2 separate regions of the Sus scrofa genome follow, and region 1 is linked to region 2. A link is a contact called in public Hi-C data. All regions are on one chromosome and are shown on one strand. The core of a region is the stretch at or near the end of the contact, and the rest is flanking DNA. Distances in the headings are between cores, read along the strand shown. Region 1 holds the start of RRAGA (ras-related GTP-binding protein A). Region 2 overlaps ACER2 (alkaline ceramidase 2).

The links. A called contact is a pair of places that touch in the nucleus more often than the background predicts.
Region 1: a contact with region 2 is called in a Hi-C map of skeletal muscle, with 3 times the contacts expected there. The contact joins the promoter of RRAGA here to the enhancer-like site in region 2. A contact is called at or near these places in 1 of 5 promoter capture datasets (liver) and 8 of 47 Hi-C or Micro-C datasets (alveolar macrophages, embryonic fibroblasts, fetal heart ventricle and 3 more).

What each region holds. Positions count from the first base shown.
Region 1 is chr1:203,772,139-203,777,607 of Sscrofa11.1, forward strand. It overlaps RRAGA (ras-related GTP-binding protein A), which reads right to left and starts at 2,442. Exons shown (of 1, transcript XM_005660087.3): 1 at 1-2,442. The coding sequence starts at 1,995. The coding sequence ends at 1,054.
Region 2 is chr1:203,390,675-203,395,639 of Sscrofa11.1, forward strand. It overlaps ACER2 (alkaline ceramidase 2), which reads right to left. Exons shown (of 7, transcript XM_001926911.5): 5 at 1,964-2,101. Among named protein-coding and RNA genes, the nearest start is that of ACER2, 22 kb to the right of the region's middle. Within about 2 kb of position 2,682, at least 8 of the 83 cell types and tissues checked have an H3K27ac peak or open chromatin away from gene starts, as enhancers often do. A contact at or near this core is called in skeletal muscle, where this site is marked.

The sequences.
Region 1 (5,469 bases), core at 1,192-3,691, 380 kb after region 2:
GGCATGTAAGGATTAGGAGGGGGAGGATCTGTACTCATTGCCTAGGTTCAGCTATATGACCTTAATAAGGTCATACCTGTTTATTCATCTTTTAGATGAAAGTCCTCACAGGTTGTGAGGATTAAGAAGAAAAATGCAATCAACTATTTAAGAATACCTGGGATCGAGTAAGGGCTCAAATATTTTGCCAAGTTTCACATCCAGTAATTTGGGAAAGAGGAGGAAGAATGGCCCAGAAGGTGGTACTGACAGTGAACAGTACTGAGCATGTGGCAGGCACCATTCTAAATGCTGTCCCTGTTTTAATTTAGTCTTAATGAAGCAATGCTTTTCTTATCCCTATTTTACAAAATGAGGAAAGAAACATAGTAAAATTAAGTACCTTCTCAGTTCATCAAGCTAGTAAGAGAAGGGACTAGAATACTAACTCAGCTCAGGTGGTCTAGCTCCAGAGTCCCTTTATTAATCACACTTGTACAGTCAATATTAAACATTGCTAAGGCAATGGGAGCCAAGATCACAAAATTAAGTTAACTTGTTAGGCAATACTTGTGGGCAGTCAGAATCTAGAGATTTAGTATTAACCATGTTCAAATTATTTCAAATAAGACCATATTTTAAATTGCTAACAAGCAAATGTTTATTCATGATTGAAGCCAAGTAGAATTTATAAATGCATTTTAATACCTTGCTGATAAAATAACATTCCATCTTTGCAATCAAGGAATACAGGAAGGTAATGTAAAGGCTTTGATGTGTATATCTTTATAACCAGGTAATCAGAGCACACACACACACCACCTACTTTACTGTTTACCATACCAACTTTTCAGAAAGGCCATCTTGAAAGCTCTACTGGATAGCTGAGTAAATAGCGTCCAAGGCTTAAAGATTGGGGAGCAGGGAAGAAAGAGAAGGAAGGAGTAAGCAGCACACATTTCAAAGCCCACTTTTAAGCACACAACATTATGAATATTAAAAAGAAAAGGATGCGGGTGGGGGTGGGGGGAGAAAGGCAATTCAGCATTTTCAGAAAGCGTATTTTGGCAGTATTCAACGCATAAGGAGGCTGTGCTTGGGGCCGTCCACTCTCTCCAGCTTCTCAAAGTGTTTCCTGGCATTGCGAATGTTGATCAGTGTAGCTGCAGAAGGGATCGAGGGATCAGACATAACCACCATCACGTAGGTGTTTGATGTGAAGATGTCGATGAAAGCAGCGAAGTTAGAATTCCTAACCTCCATGCTCTGGAAGGAAGCGGCCAATTTACTGCAGCTCAGCTTGAACTGCTTAATAATATTGCTGATCTTCTCGAACCGATGGACATCGCGCTGCTCTTTGCACTGGTAATGGGAAATGACCAAGAAGGTTGCTCTCTCGAACAGCAGAACTTCATCGGCCTCAATAATTTGGGCAAAATTCCTGAGGTTCATCTCCAGCTGCTGAACATTGGGAATCAGCTGATAGACGATGCTAGACCAGGCTTTGTAGAGCGTTTCATCCCAGATGGATGTTCGGAAACAGGCGCACTCGAGAGGGCGAGACAAACGCCTCAGGTCTTCCTCTCGCTCTTTAAAAATCAGGTCACGCTGATCTTCCTGAACCAGATCCATTTTGTGCACCAGGCAGAAGATTTTAGCATCAGGAGAGTTCTGGAGGATGGCCTCCAGACAGGACTGGTAATAATGCATGTCCTTTTCCAGTTCGCGGCTCTCCACGTCGAACACGTAAATCAGGACCTCGACATTACGGAAAATGTTGTCTCGCTGGCTGGTGAAATAATTTTCCATGAAGGTGTCCTGACCGCCACAGTCCCACAGGTTCAGCACCAGGTTGCCCAGAAATCGTACGTGGGAGTGCTCCACATCAATGGTGGCACCGAGGCGCCGGGTGTCGCGAGCGATATAATTTGCAAAGATAATCGACCTCATGCTGGTCTTCCCCGACCCGCTCTTCCCCATCAACAGCACCTTTTTCTTCATGGCTGTATTTGGCATCACCCGCCGGAGCTGCCGCGGACTGGGCCTCAGGGCGCGGCCTAACTGCAGCGCGGAGGGAGGGAAGGGGCCGGAGTCGCGGGGGCTCGCTGACTGGGCCCGCCGCTGTGCAGTCGGGGAAGCCGAAGGTGCGAGCTCGGGGCTGGAAAGGCCGCCACGAGTGAGTTCTTGCTCAGAGGAGAGCGCCGGTGGGGGGCGGACAGCTGCAGCAGCTCCGGAAAAACGCTGGCCTTCCGGAGAGAGTCTCTGCGTCTCCGCTGCCACCCACTTCCGGGGGCGATCTCGCGAGAACCCGCGCTCTCGGCCGTCGCTGCCCAACGAGCTTCGATAAACTGCTCTTTTACTGACACTCTGCAGGGCCCATCCGAAAGAGAAAATGGGGGGAGAACCCAGGACTCTGGCGTTCTGTTCTCCTAATAAACTGAGGTTACGATTGCAAGGTGTACGTATGTGGGCGGTTGGACCAATGCTGCCATCTCGTGGCTGAAACCCCCAACACACCGCTACCTTCCTTAAGACCGCGCTGTGGTTTGAGGTGGTTTTAGGCGCGGGCCGCAGACGGGTGAAGCAAAGGAAGATTTAATTTGTCAGCCCAGTTAGACCTCCCCAGATTCCCTGGTTTACTGAATGGGGCAGGACTTATGAAAACTATAGAGATGTGCAAAAGTAAGTGATTGCTCAGTGCTACACAGCTGAATGGTCGTAAATCCCTACTGGGAGATATCCTGACTCCCAGCTAGTGCTTTTTCCATTTGGAAGCAAGTTCCTTTCTTACACCTGCTTTCCCGGTAATCTCAGACTTTGGAATTTAGATCAGAATTTCAGCTCGAGGAAACTATAATATGGAACCCGTACATTACTTAATTTTCACAATAACCCTGTGAATAAATAATCCTATTTTCAAATAAGTCAGTCGAAGCTTATAGGGGTTAATACAGGTCTATTAAATGCTGAAATGCAGTTTATTTTTTAAAATACAAATTGTATATATTGAAGGTGAACAACATAATTTGATACACACAATAAAATGATTAAGGTCAAGCTAGCATATCTTGTATAGTTACGTTTTTTGTCCGTGTATATGGTGAAAGCACCTGAAATCTATTCCCTTAGTAAACCTCCAGTATTCAGTAGTTTTGACTATAGTCATCGTGCTGTAGGTTTGATCTCTAAACTTATCCTACATAACTGCAACTTTGTACCCTTTGACCAATGCCTTCCCATTACCTCTGCTTCTTCCTAGGAACAACCATCCTTCTCTCTGCTACTATGAATTTTGACTTTTTAAGATTCTACATGTAAATGATATAATGTAAGGTTTTTTCTTTTTATGTCTGACTTATTTCACTCAGTCTGATGACTTCCGGTTTTATCCTTTTTGTTGCCAGTAGTAGGATCTCCTTTCTGAAGTGAATAATATTTTGTTCTTTTTTTTTTTTGTCTCTCTAGGACAGCACCCCTGGACATAGAGAAGTTCTCAGGCCAGGGGTGGAATCTCTAGCCGCCGGCCTGCACCACAACCACAGCAACTCCAGATCCAAGCCACATCTGCGACCTACACCACAGCTCACAGCAACACCAGGTCCTTAACCCACTGAGTGAGGCCAGGGATCATACCTGAATCCCCATGGATATTAGTCGGGTTTGTTACTGCTGAGACATGATGGAACGCCCACCATTTCTTTTTTTAAGTTAAAGTTTTGATTTTATGTTTATCTTTTATTATAAAAACTCATTATAGAGTTTTATTTTTTTCCACTATAGCTGGTTTACAGTGTTCTGTCAATTTTCTCCTGCATAGCAAGGTGACCCAGTCACACATACATGTATACATTCTTTTTTCTTACATTACCATGCTCCATTACAAGTGACCAGACACAGTTCCCAGTGCTATACAGCGGGATCCCATTGCTTATCCATTCCAAAGGCAGTAGTTTGCATCTATTAAACCCAAATTCCCAGTCCATCCCACTCCCTCCCCCTCCCTCTTGGCAACCAGAAGTTTGTTCTTCTTGTCCATGGTTTTCTTTTCTGTGGAAAGATTCATTTGTGCCATATATTAGATTCCAGATATAAGTGATATCATATGGTATTTGTCTTTCTTTTTCTGACTTACTTCACTCAGTATGAGTCTCTAGTTCCATCCATGTTGCTGCAAATAGCATTATTTTTTTCTTTTTTTTTAATGTCTGAATAGTACTCCATTGTGTATATATACCACATCTTCTTAATCCAATCCTCTGTCAATGGACATTTAGGTTGTTTCCATGCCTTGGCTATTGTGAATAGTGCTGCAATGAACATGTGGGTGCAAGTGTCTTTTTCAAGGGAAGTTTTGTCCGAGTATATGTCCAAGAGTGGGGTTGCTGAGTCATATGATAGTTCTATGTATAGTTTTCTAAGGTACCTCCATACTGTTCTCCATAGTGGCTGTACCAGCTTACATTCCCATCGACAGTGCAGGAAGGTTCCCTTTTCTCCACACCCTCTCCAGCATTTGTTATCTGTGGCCCTTCTGACTGGTGTGAGTGACTTTATGTTTAAAAGTTAACACATCTTGAGTTTTCTGAGCCAACAAGCATGTTCTCTAACACCATATTCTACAAGTGGATATTGAAATAAATTTTAGCTAAAATATATCAACAGAAGAATTCCTACTATTCCTTAAATACATTTTTGGTTTTTAACATTCAGTTAATTTAAATTCTTCTAGTACTTACATTGAATTATGGTGGTTTTTTCCCCCCTTTTCCCCAGCAGTTACTGAAATATACTTGACATATAATATTGTACTACTTTTAGTTGTACACATAGCGATTTCATATTTGTATACATAGCCAAATTATTACCATAATAAATTTAGTTAACACTCATACCCTCACATAGTTAATAATTCTTTTTCTTGTGATAATAACTTTTAAGATCTACTCTCCTAGCTAATTACAAATATACAACATTGTTAACCATACTCACCATGCTATACATTACATCCCTAGAATTTATCTTATGACTGGAAGTTTGTACCTTTTGCTTACCTTCACCCATTTTGCCTCTCACCCCCAAACCCCACCTCTGGCAACTACCAATACGTATCTATGAGTTTGGGTTTTCATTTTTGTTTTTTTTGTTTTTTGTCTTTTTAGGGCCGAATCTGTGGTATATGCAGCTTCCCAGGCTATGAGTTGAGTTGAAGCTGTAGCTGCCAGCCGAGCAGTGTCTGCCATCTATACCACAGCTTACTGAGCCACAATGGGAACTCCAAGTTTGGGGTTTTGTTTTTTTTAAGATTCCATGTATAGATGAGATCATACAGGGTTTGTCTTTCTCTTTCTGACTTATTTCACATAATGCCTTCAGGGTCCATCTGTCATTGCAAATGGCAGGATTTCTTTTATTTAGAAATAATTTTATTGAAATATAGTTGTTTCACAACATTGTTCCTTCATTTTTATGGCTGAATTTCCTCTGATATAT
Region 2 (4,965 bases), core at 1,432-3,931:
TATGCATATAAACATCTGGAAGGAATAAAAGCTGTAATTGTTCTTTCTCTTTCAACAGAATTATTAGACCCCTCCTATACTTCCCTTTTAAATTGTTCTAATAAATATGTCACTTATGGCGCAGAGGAAACGAATCTGACTAGGAACCATGAGGTTTGGTTCTATCCCTGCCTCCAATAGTGGGTTAAGGATCTGGCATTGCCGTGAGCTGTGGTGTAGGTCACAGACGAGGCTCAGACCCTGCATTGTTGTGGCTGTGGTGTAAGCCAGCAGCTGTAGCTCTGATTTGACCCCTAGCCTGGGAACCTCCATATGCTGTGTGTGCAGCCCTAAAAAGCAAAAAAAAAAAAAAAATTCTCTTTATAACTGGGACATAAAGTGTTCAATTTTAAGGAAAAAAAACCCTCAGAATGTATATCAAATTTAAAAACAAGTTTAAACCAAGTCTACTCTTTGAATTTTACTTAAGTTCCTGTGTGATCAGGAATCTTGGATCAATTTAAAACATACCATATCTTGAACAAGGTCCTATTTACACAGGTGGATATATTTATCAAAACTTGTCAAAAGGAGTTCCCATTGTGCCACAGCAGAAATGAATCCAACTAGGAACCGTGAGATGGCAGGTTCAATAGCTGGCCTCACTCAGTGGGTAAGGATCTGTGAGCTGTGATTTAGGAAGCAGATGCGGCTCAGATCCCGTGTTGCAGTGGCTCTGGTGTAGGCCAGAGGCTACAGCTCCAATTGGACCCCTAGCCTAGGAACCTCCATATGCCACGGGTGCAACTCTGAAAAGACAAAAAGATTTAAAAAAAAAAATTGTCAAAGTATAGGCTTAAAATCCGCGCATTTTATTGTCTGTAAATTATAACCCAAATGTATAAAGTGAGTATAAATTCACTAAAGTGAGTCAAGGTTGAACCTAAGACTGGAGTCCCCCATGCATACTGTTTCACTTTCTCTTGCCTTCTGCAAACAACTCGGAAAATCTATTCTTAAAGGGAGAGCAGCTTGGACCTTAGGGTAGATAATACATAAGTTCAAACATCCAGGGAAATTGAAGCAAATTCTTTCAAACCAAATAGTTTTAGGCATCTCCTGATAGAAGTCAAGCTTCTTCTGAATCTGGACCGAACAGTTTTTCCAACTCTTTACCACTAGAATTCCTCCCTGGGAGCCCTCAATTTACAGGGGATATCCAAAGACAGATGTCTCTGGTTCCTTGCTATCTGTTGCAATCAGAAGTCCTAGAGGGCAGGGAGAGACGACTCTGGGTTTGGAGCCGAAGCAGTTTCCAGGAAAAAACCAATCAATTTGGTTCTCTGACGTGAGGATTCTGCATGTAACCTTCTTCTTAACAGTGTGTATCCTGACCTTCTAAACTACTGATGCTCCAGTTCCTATTACTGAGCTCCAGGCCGGTTTTCTATAACCAGATGGGCGATTCTGAACAGGTCACTTGTCTGGGCTTCTCTCTTCACTTGTCAATTGAATGAGTGAGACGGTACCCAGGTGACCTGCTGTGAGACCCACGCCTTCACCTGCTTGGGCCCAAAAGGCACCCTTGGTTCCTATGCAGGACTTCCCTGTCCCCATGTAACATCTGTCCCAGGCTTTCTCCACCTTCCCCAACCCTGGAGACCTGGCTAGAGCTCAGGTTATGGATTTGATTTTCAAGCTCCTCTCTGCCTTAATAATGGAGCTAGAGGTAAGAGAAGGCAGGCGTGAAGCATAGACAATGAGGTCTTTTTTGTTCTGGCTAAGCCCACTCCCTGGAGTCGCTTCCACTCCAAACTTGGTGTTGCTTCTGAAATGCCTGACCATCTATCTATGGAGGGTGGGGGCGGCACCCAGGCTCTGCTCTGTTCCCTGTGCACACCTGTGCGCCCTTCAGGGAGAATGAAGCTGATAGCAAGTGTAGACCCTGCCTCGCCACCCGCCCCCCTCTGGAAGCGTGGCTCACCACACGCAGTGCAGGTAGGGGAAGTGGAAGGCAGATAGCAGCTCACAGAAGGCCCGGTCACTGATCCAGCAGAAGAGGGCCAGGGTCCACCAGAGGCCCGAGAAGAGGCCCAGCTTAAAAACACGCACGTTGTCGCACCTGCCGGGGGAGGCAGAGAACAGCCCCCATCAGTTCTGGTTTCCTCTGACCTCACTGGCCGCATCCTCTCTGCTTCTTCCCACCTCCCCAGCCCCTGGCACTGGCTGTTCCCACCCCAACACACAAGCTCGTGGATGTGAATACCGTGTGTATCGCAGTGGCTCACAAAGCCACACTCCTCACCTAGGCTCTCCCCACCTCCAGACTAACACAGCCCTTGTCACATCTTGACTCGTCCACCTGATGTCCAATGTTGATCCAAACTTGCCCACATTGAACTCCTAACCCTTCCTTCTGCCCAGAACCTGTTCTTCCCCAGCCCTCATAGGAAGAGGCCACCTCATACTTTTAGGCGCTCAGGCTAAGAATCCTGGACTCATGTACCTCACATCCAACCCATCAATTCTTCAATATATCTCCAAAATCCAACCTCTTCCCATCACCTCCACCTGTCCAAGCCAGCATCATCTCCTGCCTGCCTGTCTGGCCCTGCCCCGGTCACCTCTCAACACTGCCCCAAAGCCTCCCACAACTTCCCATGTCCCAGAGGGAAAGCCAAAGTGCTCACAGCCGCCACAAGGCCCTAACGTGCTGGCTTCTCCTCTGCCCTCCACCCCACTCCTCCATACTCTGGCCCTCACTGCCCCTATACATCAAAGCACCCCACACCTCGCTGGGAACTTAGCCATTCCTCAAAACCCCCCAGTACATTCCTCCAGGCCCTAGCATTTGCTGTTCCTGCCACCTGGAATGCTGTTCCCACATGTCCACGTGGCTTCCCTCCTCCAAGTCTTGGCTCAAATGTTACTCAGTGAGCCCTTTGCTGACCATTGTTTCTAACAATCACAGCACGTGTCCACACCCGCTAAGAAACCCTCTTTGTCACCTTCTTCCCTTCTCTAGTTTTCTCTGTAGCAATTACAGCCCCTCCACCATCCTCCATGTTTTACTTATATATTCATGGCCTGTCTTCCCCACCAGCAGAGAAGCTGCTCCCTGCTGCATCTCCAGTCCCTGGAATGGTGCCAGGATAACAGAATATTCCTGAGTGACGGCATGAGCTCTTACACTGGGACAAAATGTTTTCTGGAACAAAGCCCAACAGCTCAAAGGAAATTTCAACTGCCGTTTTCTCTCTCATTACCAAACTGCTCACAAAGTGCGTGACTTCTATTCCTAGGAGGAAATGCCCAGAGGCAGTTGGTGTCTGAGGGTCCTTCTAAAGCCTCCCTTGGGGTGTCTTTACCACCCCTCATCAGTCAAGCCTGCTCACTCTCAGTCAGTGGCCAACATAACATCTGCTCCCAAGAAGGGTCATGTTTAGTCATATGTGTTGAAGAGATAAACGGTGCCAAATGTCTGACTTGCTGGTACCTTTCCTAGCTGCCTGACAGAAACATCAGCAAAAGCATTGATGAAAACAGGATGGACAGCAGGCTCAAAAAGACCTCAGAAAAGAAACTGAAAGACCCTGTGAAGGGAAGGGCTAAATGCACCCCTGAATATTTTTTGAAAGAAATAATAGAGACCCAGAATATATATAGTGACTACTTTCCAGTTTAGAGAAGAAAACAAAAAGATGAACAATTTCCACTTTCCCCTCTGTCTTCAGCATTGCTTTACTCTGAATGGCTCACCTTCGGACCCTATTCCCCTCTCCCAGAGCCCTGTCTCCTCACTCCACCCATCTTTCTCTGCCTCTGTGGGTCTGGGGGCATTTTCTACAGCAGATTTTCTAAGACAGCCCCCAGCACCATCTAACCTCCCATCATTCCCTCCTGGTGCCCTGCTATTTTCCTTCAAAATGCTCATCACAAACTAATTGTGCATCTGTCTGTGTAATTATTTGTTCAGTATCTAGTATCCAACTAAACTGTGAGACCCACGGGAGCAGGGACTATACCTACTCTTTTACCAATGTATATCTAGTGTCTAACAACAGTGCCTGGTCCAGAAATGGGCACTATTTAAAAAAAAAAAAAAAAAAAACTTGCTGAAAGAATAGACAAAATAAGAAATAAGGAAAGAAAGGATGATTTTAATTGCAAACTAGTGACCCGAGCAGAACGTTAAAAGAAAAAAACAGTAACCATTACTGACTGGGTACCAAATTTTCAGAATCCATACTAGGCACAGTGAAAGGCAAAATAAGCAGGTCTCTGGCCCTGCCATTTTACAAGGTAACATGAAAACTGACAAAAACAAGTATCAACAAATGCATAGACCATGAGCCTGGTATAAGAGGAGCTATGCACACTCATTTTGTGGCTTCGGGGCCACACCAGCCCAGACAGCTGCAGGTGCGGTGCACATGTCAAAGAGAGGCGGGATGTCAGACAGCTGGTCACAGAGGGGATGGCACATAGAGTTGGGACAGTCAGGCAGGCAGGCAGCTAGATACACAGTGGAGGAGTAAAAGGAAGGGGACTGGGTTGGAGACAGGAGTCTGGGAGCCGTCCGCCTATGTATCGGAATTAAAGCCAGGAAGGAGGTGGGACCTTTAGTGGGGAGTAAAGAGGGAACAAGCAGAGAGGTGAGAGTCCCTGTGGGCAATTTAATGGCTTTCCCAAAGCGCTCCCAGATCTGTTAGTGTTCTGAAATGGGTCTCTTGCTTCCTCAGTCCTTGAAGGCTACTCAAAGCCAATAGGACAAGAGAGTCTTTCCACTGCCAGCCAGCAAGTTTAAATACCTCTTCAACCACCCTTGACCCTGCCTGGTATTGCTGACAAGCAAAAAAAAAAAAAAAAAAAAAAAAAAAACCCAGAGCAAAGCAATGGAAGGAAATACATAACACAACTCCACTCAAAACAAAGACCGAGAGAAAGCTGATAACACATTACACAGAGAAACTCCCACAAAGGGAG